2 separate regions of the Mus musculus genome follow, and region 1 is linked to region 2. A link is a contact called in public HiChIP or PLAC-seq data. All regions are on one chromosome and are shown on one strand. Each heading gives the region's core, a stretch centred on a gene start, on an enhancer-like site or on the middle of the called end of the contact. The rest is flanking DNA. Distances are from core to core; before and after follow the strand shown. Region 1 overlaps Gm40286 (a long non-coding RNA gene). Region 2 holds the start of Evc2 (EvC ciliary complex subunit 2).

Region 1 (4,853 bases), core at 391-2,890, 430 kb before region 2:
TCTGCTTAGGTGAGCCCCAGGAATTTGGACCCCACCTTGTGTGTGTTTATGGAGTGAAGGTACCTCGATGTTCCCCTCCCACAAGGGTCTTCTTCCATATCTGCTGTCATTCATTCCTGGGCCTGAAGGACTGAAATCTCCACTTTCCAAGAACAGTTGGGATTTCATCACCTGGGGGTGGGGGGGCTGAGAAGACAGAAACAGGGTCCTTAGATGGCATCTGCAGACAGAGAGGGAGGGGAGTGTATTGATTCCTGTTGAACTGGGTGCCTTAAGGGGACAGGAGAAGCTAAAATGTACTGGCTGTAAAGCTATTGTGGACACCATGTACAGCTGTGATTGACAAACAGGAAGTGGAGCAGGAAGTAGGAAGTGATGGCAAGACAGAAGAAATGCTAGAAAAGGCAATCAGATTCCATCTTTCTGCAGTATTCTCATGTATTCTGACCATTACTGAGACAGATTGGGCCATAAATAGGCTAAATTCATACCTATCACTTATCTGAAACTCAAATTTAACTGGGAAACCCATGGATTTATTTGCTGTGTCTACTAGCTTCAGGGCTGTCCCCAGCAAAAGCAAAGGTTTGAAGTTCAAACCTATTCTAACCCTTGGAGGCTGGAGTTTCATCAGTCTTGAGCAGGTTGCCCCTTGAAGGAAGAGCTACGGTTCCTGGACCGTGTCCCCATCGTTTGTAAGGCCAATTCTTTTTCATGGATTCTCAGGAAACCAGCAATGGACCTTTCAGTTTGCTTAATTCTGTGCCTCCTGCTCTCCACAAGGAGTTAGTGCATTATTTCAAAAGACACATGTTCCTTTGTCTTATTTGGTGTCTAGAGATTCGCTGGGATCCTTGGTTCTCTTGTTTTCCCCATGCTGATCTGCTGACTCATCCTAGAACTCAATCCCCCACCCCACCCCCCTGGTTTTGTGAAGTCCTACCATTATGTGCCTGAGGATATGCATGTATTTATGTTTGTAAACCTGTCTGTAGATGCAGAGGTCAGAAGTCAACCTCAGGTATCGTTTCTCAGGATGCTGTTTTTTTTTTTTTTTTTTTTTTTTTTGAGACAGGTTCTCTCACTGTCCTGGACCCCACCAGTGTGGCAAGCTTAGTCAACTAGCGGGACCCAAGAACTTGCCTTTCTTCACTTCCCCAGCGCTGGCTATGAGGAATGTTTCAGGGCACCTAAGTGTGGTTGGTTCACTGCATCAGTGTTTCCCACCCCCAGGAAGTCATTAGAAATGCAAATGATAGGAAGTAATTTGTGTATCTGAAGTCCTCCAGGGCTCACAGGCAGCTCCAGTATGAGTATCTCTGGTTATGAGAATTCTGAGGCAGGAGAGTTTGGTTTTGGCTCCATCCCTTCAAAGGTAGTAGGGCCTGTGCATAGCATTTTCTTTTGTTCCGGTTCCTCTGTGAAGGCCCCTATAGATCAGAAGTTCCCTCCACAGTGCATCCTCTGTCCACAATGAAGGCAGTCGGTTGGGGTGATCTCTTGGGCATGATGCCTCCGAGTGGGGGCAGACTGCTAGGTAAAAAGGACCATAATGCTTTTGGTCCTGGCTCCACAGAGCCTATTTCTTGCCACCCAGTCTGTGGGTCTCCAGCCAAGAACAAAACGACACGTGCTGCCAGTTGGCCTTGGAAGGGAGGTGGCCCAATGCCAGGCACTGCTAATTGCTAATTTGCACTGAAACAGCAAACAAAGCCCCCGAGTGAATGCCCTGATTATTTGGCCAGTTCTCCCCCAGACTCCCTCAGTCACACCCCTGGGGCTGTTCCCTAAATCTGGAGCCATTCTCCCCAGGAATCTAGGAGGCCACTGGGGCCAGGATCTCTTCCCCAGCCCCCAGGAAAAAAAAAATCCTGCTTCTCTGCAGCTAATTGGCAGGGAGGAGGAGCTCGCTTGGACTGTACTGTTTATTTACTGTGTTTGTGCTTCCCCCTGAAGAGGAGTATATGATGCTGTTTCTCGGAAAGGCACAAAGCCCCAGAGAAACGGAAGGGTGGAGAAAAGTAAGGGATTTCCTAGTCTATAAGCCTCATTGATCTTATCTGATGGTGCCTCCCCAGCAGGTGAGAGACAGCTCGAATCTGAAAGCCTAGTTCCTAGAGGAAGCCTCACACCACCCCTGGAACTGCATCTTCCCCTACCATTCCTGTATCCTCCTGTATCTTCCTTCTTCCATAACTTCCATAACATAGCTCAGAGCTCAGCCCCTTCCACATTCCAGGGGAAGGAAACAGGCAGAGGGGACCTCAGGCCTTTAGCAAGTCTGCAACACTTACAGAAACTGGTTAAAGCATATGGGGTGGAGGTGTGCACAGGCAGCTATAGAAATCCAGAGGTTGGGGCAGAAGGCTCATCCCTTCAAGGCTAGTTGGCTGGTGTTGAGTGTGGCATGAATTTCATATATATCCATCCTTCAACGACCTATTTCCTGTCTCCATGTTGTCTCTTGCATCTTCCCCTGGCCTCTAGAATCGTTACCAGCTCCTGTGGTGACCCTTCAAGATTCCCCACTCTGTCTTCTTATCCAGCTATTTTTTCTGCAAGAAACCTGGCTCCAGGAGAAGAGCATTTCCTCAGTTTGTCAGCATCAATGGACACATCCATTTGAGTGGAAGAAAGCAAGGCCACACTGTCAAGTGGTTACATAACGCATCAACTTGGCCAATGATCACAATCGGGGCAGTGAGCAAGCTGGTCAGCTTCTTCTGCATATTCTAAACAGTACTTAAAGTATTTATTTTACTATCATATGATGGTTTAAAAAGTATTTATTTACTTCTTCAAAAAATGCAGATTTAGTTTATTTTATGATGAGTGTTTTGCTTCCTTGTGTACATCCACACTATGCGCATGAAATGCAGAGGCTTGAAGACGGTGTTAGGTTCTCTGGAATTGGATTTACAGATGGCTGTGAGCCAAAGCAGGGCATCCTGGGAACTGAACCTGCGTCTTCTGCAAGGATAGCCAGCACTGTTAACCATGGAGCCATCTCTCCAGCCCCTGTGTGATATTTAATATAGCCACATACATGTAATTATCAAGTCAGGGCAAGCACATCTGCACACTTAGACCTTTGTTTATATTCTCAAACATTTACCACTTCTTTGTGGTTGAAGTAAATTAAAAATACTTTGTTCTAGCCTTTTGGAAATATAAATCATGTGGTCTTTTTCTTTAGTCACCTTGCTGTATACTATAACATCAGAACATTTTTCTCCTAACTGTGGCATGGTACCCACTGACCAACTTCTCCATCCTTCTTCCTTCCGCTGTTCCCAGACTCTGCTAATTCCAGTCTCAACTTTGATGAGATCAACTTTATGAGATTCCCCACTCTGCTCTTCCCTCTCCTCCCAGTTCCTTTCCATCTCTAGACAACCACGGATCGACTTTCTGTCATTGCAGATCATGTTGCATCTTAGGGAACTTTGTGTAACTGGAGTCATATGGAATGCATTCATTTATGCCTGGCTTCCTTCCCTCAGCGTAATTACTGTGATTGTCATCTATGCTGGAGTGTTCATCAAGAGCCTCTTCTTTTTCATTCCCAAGCACACCCGCTTGCACAAAGAGATCATGTGTCAGAGTCTGCTTTTCCATTTTCTTGTTGGTGGATTCTCAGATCCTTCCAGTTTTGGACTATTAAAGTGGCTTTGAATACTTAGGTATAGGCACGTGAACGGTGGTAGGTTTAACCTTTAAAGGAACAGCTAAACCGTTTCCCTAAGCAATTGCCATCTTCAGTCTTACCAGCGGACAAGAGAGCTGTGTTTGCATTTGATCCAAGGCTCAGCTCTGGTGTCATCAGTGGGCAAATTGCTCTGCTAGATGTGTAGTGGTGTTCATGGTGCTATGACTTGCCCTGTCGAGTGATTATTACTGTACTGAGATTACACACACACACACACACACACACACACACACACACACACACACACACACACACACACACTCACATTGTACATGCTCGCCTGAGCATGTACATATATATATATTTAAAATCTGTGGGATGGTAGTGTTGGTGTTTGTGCGTGCATATGTATTCTCTCTCTCTCCCTTCCTCCCTCCTCTCCCCCTTCTCTCCTCTCTCTTTCTCCCTCCCTCTCTCCCCCTTTCTGTCTCTCTGTCTCTGTCTCTCATATGTGCATGCACTTGGTGACTGGAAGAGGATAGTGGATTCCCTAGATCTGGAGTTATAGGCAGTCACAAGTTATTTGATGTAGGTGCTAGGAACTGAACCCCATTTCTCAAGAAGAACAGCCAGAGCTCATAGTCTCTGAGATATCTCTCCAGTTCCAGGATTTCTGGATGCCTGGCTCTGCGGAGACTGTTTTGGGAAGACTTCCTGCACGCCCTACCCCTCAGCATTTCCTTAACAGTGTCCTTTGGGGAACAGCTTACCTTTAGGTGACAGATTTATTGGCTTTTCTTCTTTCACGGATTATACGTTTGGGGTCACTTCAAAAATATTTGTCTAACCCATGGTCAAAAAGATTTCTCTCCAGTGTTTTCTTTTTAAACGCTTAATGATTGCTACGGTTTGAAAGCAAAATGTCCCCTGCAGGCTCATATATTTATTTGAACACTTAGTCTTACGGAAGGCTGAGAACCTTTTAGGAGGTGGAGTTTATCTAGAGGAGGTAGGGTATCAAGGGAGATGGCCTTGAGGGTCTTAACCAGCTACTTCAAGATGTCTGGTCAGCATCCTCATTTCCTGTCGGCTGGATCCTGTAACCAGCCCCTACCTCTCAGGCTATGAGAACCAAGTCTGGCACCATGGCCTCTCTCACATGCCCTGAACTACGGGCCCAAGCAAAGCTCCTGTGACTTGTTGT
Region 2 (4,430 bases), core at 679-3,178:
GATGGCCTTGAGGACTTCCCAAAACCTACTTTAAAACAGTTACACTCCTCCAGACTCCAGAGTCGACACCTGATCTTGACAACAGCAAGTGTCTATCAGAACGTTGCGCTTCCCAAAGGGGGAAGATGTTCGAAAAAATCTGAAGCCAGTGACTTAGGCTCTGGACGTGGGAGACACACAAGAGGATAAGCAAGGGTCAGAGCAGCTTTCAAGGGCCTTGATTTTGTCCTCTGCAAATGGGCCACTCTTATGCCACCTCCCAAGGAGGAGTAAGGGAAAGGACTCCATGAAAATGCCAACCACAGGGCTTAAAGTGCAGTCCATGGACTATACAGTGACAACCTAAGACAGCAAGCGACAGAAAAGAAACAGAATCACCCTTAAAGCACTAAGTCTTCGCAACAAGAGTGGCCCTGTGATAATCCTTGGGTCTACAGGTCATGAGTGGGCAGGCAACACTAGAGTCCATTCCAACAGGCCATGCCACTAGCCAGGGCCCTCCTGGGAACTGAAGCTGCATTTTCTCCCAGGGCCATGGTGACAGGAATCAGGGCAGCGGTGAGCACAGATGTGATCGTCAGAATGACTAAGAGAGGCTGTACTTCGTTTCTGCTGCTGTGATGGGACACCCTGACAAAAAGCCGCTTACAGGAGAAAGGGGTTTATTTTTGCTTGTAATTTCAAGTTAGAATCCATTCTGCCTGTAAGCCAAAGGGCAAGAGCTTAAAGCCGCTGGTCACATCACAGCCACATTTCAGAGCAGAGAGCAATAAATGCTTTCAGGCCGAGTACTCAGCTTTCTTTCTCTACTCTTACACAAGTCAAAGCCCCCCTGCCCAGGAAATGGCACTGCCCACAGTGGGCTGGGCCTTCCACATAGAGATAACCCTCCTCCTCCAGCCCAGGCCCTGTCCAACGTGATCTAAGCAATCCCTCACTGAGACAGCCTTCCCAGGTCATCCTAGGGTGGGTCAGGCTGACAGGTAAAGCTGACCAGCAGAAGATACAAATTAAGAGTGGTGGGTGGGCTGACTAGCAGAAGATAAGATACAAATTAAGAGTGGTGGGTGGAACCGAGTGGAAGGGTGGCCAAGAGCCAGAAGTAAGTGATGGCTAAGCCGAAGAGATAGCAGAATGCAGGGAGGAGCGTATGTAAGCCAATCCTGAGAAGAAGGCAGGAGGGCTGGGGGCTAACTTGCAGAGGGGGGCTTATGGGGCACTGGGAACCCTGTGCTTTTCCAATGCTAGAACTACTACAAACGGGGCCAGTGGCCTACTGCAGCCAGTAGACTGGAGGCCAGTTCAAAGCTACCCAGTCTTCCCAGCTCTCTCACCATATTAGCACCCCTACATACATTAACTAACCTAACTAATGTGCATACGGTGGCTTCAGATGACTTGGGTCCCAGTGGCCTGAGAAAGGAAGACATAAAAAGTGATTTGCCCTCAGACATGGAAATGCTAGGGTGCGAATCTGGATCCGAACCCATACAAGCCTATGGCTACCAAGCGTGAGGCTTCACCGATTCTGGAGTTCCGTTGATACAAGTATGTGCAGAACGCACCTAGAAGCACCACCAAGCAAAAAGTTCAGCCTCTCCCTCCACTTGATCTTGTGCCCTACAGGGCAGGACTCTTTCAGAGGATGGAGACAGACACAAGCTCCAGCTCTCCTTACCTGCGAGCTTGCCCAGGGTCCTGCTGGGCCGGGCCGAGATGGTGACCCTGGGCCCAGGGCAGGGAAGGATGGTGGAAGTGCACGCGGACCCGAGCCCAGTACCAGGGCAGCGGCCAGGATATTCCCAGCCAGCACCCACGTGGCTCGTCCCCCAGCGCCCGTGGGGCCCGTCGCCCCCATCTGGTGGCTACAGACCCCACACAGGCCCCGCAGAGTCGCGGAGCTTCCGGACCCCGGGACCGCCCCCGCCGCGGAGCATGCTCAGTGCGAACCGCCTGGAAAGTTTTCTGGAACGCTGGCATCTGGAGTTTGGAGGCCGCAAGCTGCGTAGGAGGGAGCTGCGCAGCTCCTTCGCTTGCTGTGCCTCACTCCAAATCACCCCCGCTACTCTTCTTCCCCAAGGGTGACAAGGGCCTCTACTAATGCCCACTGACTCTCTAGATCTCAGCCCAGTCTTAGCACTAGGAATTCCCAGAGACGCTGTTTGAACCCGACTCTCCTCAGACCACCTCAGCGAGGTTAAAAAACCTCAGGGAAGCATTAGAAAGGTCACAGAAAAAGGAGCAGGGGGAAGTCTCAGCAGAGTACCCACTGTCTGAATCCGGGCTGGGGATCTTGCTGGACCTGCCCAGCCTCTCCAGCAACAATGAAGCCATCACTTGGCCAATGAGTAAGCTGGGGCAGAAAGCTCCCCCAAGGGGTGTTAGGGCTCCCCTGAGTGCCCAGAGGGAGGAGCTGGGGAAGGGGTAGTCTGCCTTCTGGGCTCTAGAGATGTCCCTTATCCAGGGACAGGGTCTTCTGTGAACGGTCCTGCTGGGCAGCTGCCGGAGAGCCTTGTATCAGCCTCTCCACACCTTCAATGACACATCCCTTTCTTGACCTGACCTGGATAAGACCAGGAGTTTGCAGCCCTTAGTGTCCTTAACTAAACCTCTCACATCAGGTACTGCACCCTTGAGAAGTGCCAGGCATCCTGGAGCAGTGTTAAGGCAGTATTAACAAGTGACTTTAGAGGCAAAACATAAGCAGCGTTGATTTTTAATGGATCCTTTCCCTCACCCCACCCTCCACCCTTTTGAGATGAGTCAGGTGATCTGCCTTTGCCTCCTGAATAGCCTGAGTGACCGGGAGATAACAGCTGTACGCCACTACCTGACCTTGTGCGTTTTTTAAAGTCAGGCCTGAGCATCCAACCAACACTACGTTGCAGCATGAAGCTATTGCCAGGAAGATGTTCCAGTTCCCAGGGATACCCCGAGGACAGGAAGGTCCTCTTAACAGGTGTGTGACCTGAAGCCACAGGTGTGAGCAGACAGACATTGCCATCTTCTTCTGAGCTGTCAGATCTTGAATGAGACACTTCCCCTGACAGTTTCTTTGAAGAGGCTGAAGTACTGGCTCCCAATCTGCCCACGTGGAACCATGAAGGATAAAATGAAGAGACGTCAGGATTCTAGAGGGGCCCGAATGTAACATTCGCTCATAAAGAAGAATTTTTCTCGGGGAGAAAGCAGGGTTAAAAGAAGTGTTCAATCAGTTGGGTGCGGAGCATCCCGGAGGGAAGAACGACTTGCCCCAGGAGCGGCGCGGGAATCGGATTGGACAGGCTACAGCAACCTTGAGGTGCTGCTGGAGTTAATCTGGCCGCCAGCTCAGGACTCAGGGCAACCTGAACGCTCAGTGATCACAAAAGAGTAGCTTGCTCCGGAGACTGGGAGGAGGGGTGCTCCTTTGCTCTTGCATGTGGGGTCCTCGGGCTGAAAGGCGCGCCCCGGCTGCGCATGCTCAGTGCACTGTAGGGATGGCCCGGAAAGGCTGAAAGTTTGGGGCGGCGGGTCCAAGCTCCTCCCTCGGCTCGGGTGCAGCGGGAAAGGGTACAGAGGCGCGGACCTGGCCGGCGGCGGGATGCAGCGGGTCACCCGCCTGAGCCCTCCATGACCTGCACTAAAGATGCGCGGCTGCAGCTGGGCCGGGAAGCCCTGCAGGCGGCGCCGACGCTGCTGGTCCCCGCGGTGCTACTGGGTGGCGTTCTCGGCCTAGGCCTTGGCTTGTGGCTTGGCTGTCGCGCGAGCCACTTGCGCGCACGGCTCCAGGTGGGTTCCAGCGCAGCCGGGAGGATCGAGCGCCCTCCTCTTCTTCCCGCGGAGTCCTGGGCTGCATTCCCTGAACCCCCAGCTTTGCGTCTCCTGACTGCGATTGCGATTGCGTGCAACCTCTTGCTCCAGGAGCATCAGGGCTTTCTGAGGAAGGAGGAGGAGGGATAGAGTGAGTAGCCAGAGAGCATTGGCCCGGGGACCACAGAAAGATAGTCGCCCAAAAGCCCTTCTATGCCACAGTGCCCACTGGTTTAGTTAGAAGATTGGACATGATCTCAGCAATTACGCCCCAGATCAGTATGGGGACAGAGAAAGATTAGTGTGTGCACCCAAATGCCCACTCCCTCTTTCTTGCTTTGGAGCTGCCAGACAACATCCTCTGGGAGTGGGCTAAGGACTTTCTGTCAGATGAAACTGGCCCGGGGCCTTGAATGCACAACGGTGAGCAGGATAGATATTTCCAGTTAGCATTTGGATAGAACCCAACAAGGTGGGTGCTGTGATGGAGTAGAAAGAGACTAGAGTTTCTTGAGAGATGTCTGTTCCAGGCACTGAGCCTGGCTCTCCGCCCTAGGCTCTGTCTGCCCTAGGCTCTGAACTCTCCAAACAGCTTTTGAATCAACTCCATGTGTGGCCCATTTTACAGATGCTGAAAG

What was found. HiChIP or PLAC-seq counts read pairs in DNA pulled down with a chosen protein or histone mark.
Region 1: a contact with region 2 is called in an H3K4me3 HiChIP or PLAC-seq map of embryonic basal ganglia, with 3 times the contacts expected there. The contact joins the enhancer-like site here to the promoter of Evc2 in region 2. A contact is called at or near these places in 1 of 39 promoter capture datasets (3T3-L1-derived adipocytes), 10 of 115 datasets of contacts at active chromatin or transcription factors (astrocytes, craniofacial prominence, embryonic basal ganglia and 6 more) and 2 of 9 other capture datasets (embryonic stem cells and pancreatic islet).

The regions. Positions count from the first base shown.
Region 1 is chr5:37,766,053-37,770,905 of GRCm38.p6, reverse strand. All of the region lies in intron 2 of Gm40286 (a long non-coding RNA gene), which reads left to right. Among named protein-coding and RNA genes, the nearest start is that of Gm40286, 5.7 kb to the left of the region's middle. Within about 2 kb of position 1,640, at least 34 of the 459 cell types and tissues checked have an H3K27ac peak or open chromatin away from gene starts, as enhancers often do. A contact at or near this core is called in embryonic basal ganglia, where this site is marked.
Region 2 is chr5:37,335,976-37,340,405 of GRCm38.p6, reverse strand. Evc2 (EvC ciliary complex subunit 2) reads right to left here and starts at 1,928. Exons shown (of 20, transcript NM_145920.3): 1 at 1,679-1,928. The coding sequence starts at 1,858. It overlaps Evc (EvC ciliary complex subunit 1), which reads left to right and starts at 3,525. Exons shown (of 21, transcript NM_021292.2): 1 at 3,525-3,771. The coding sequence starts at 3,613.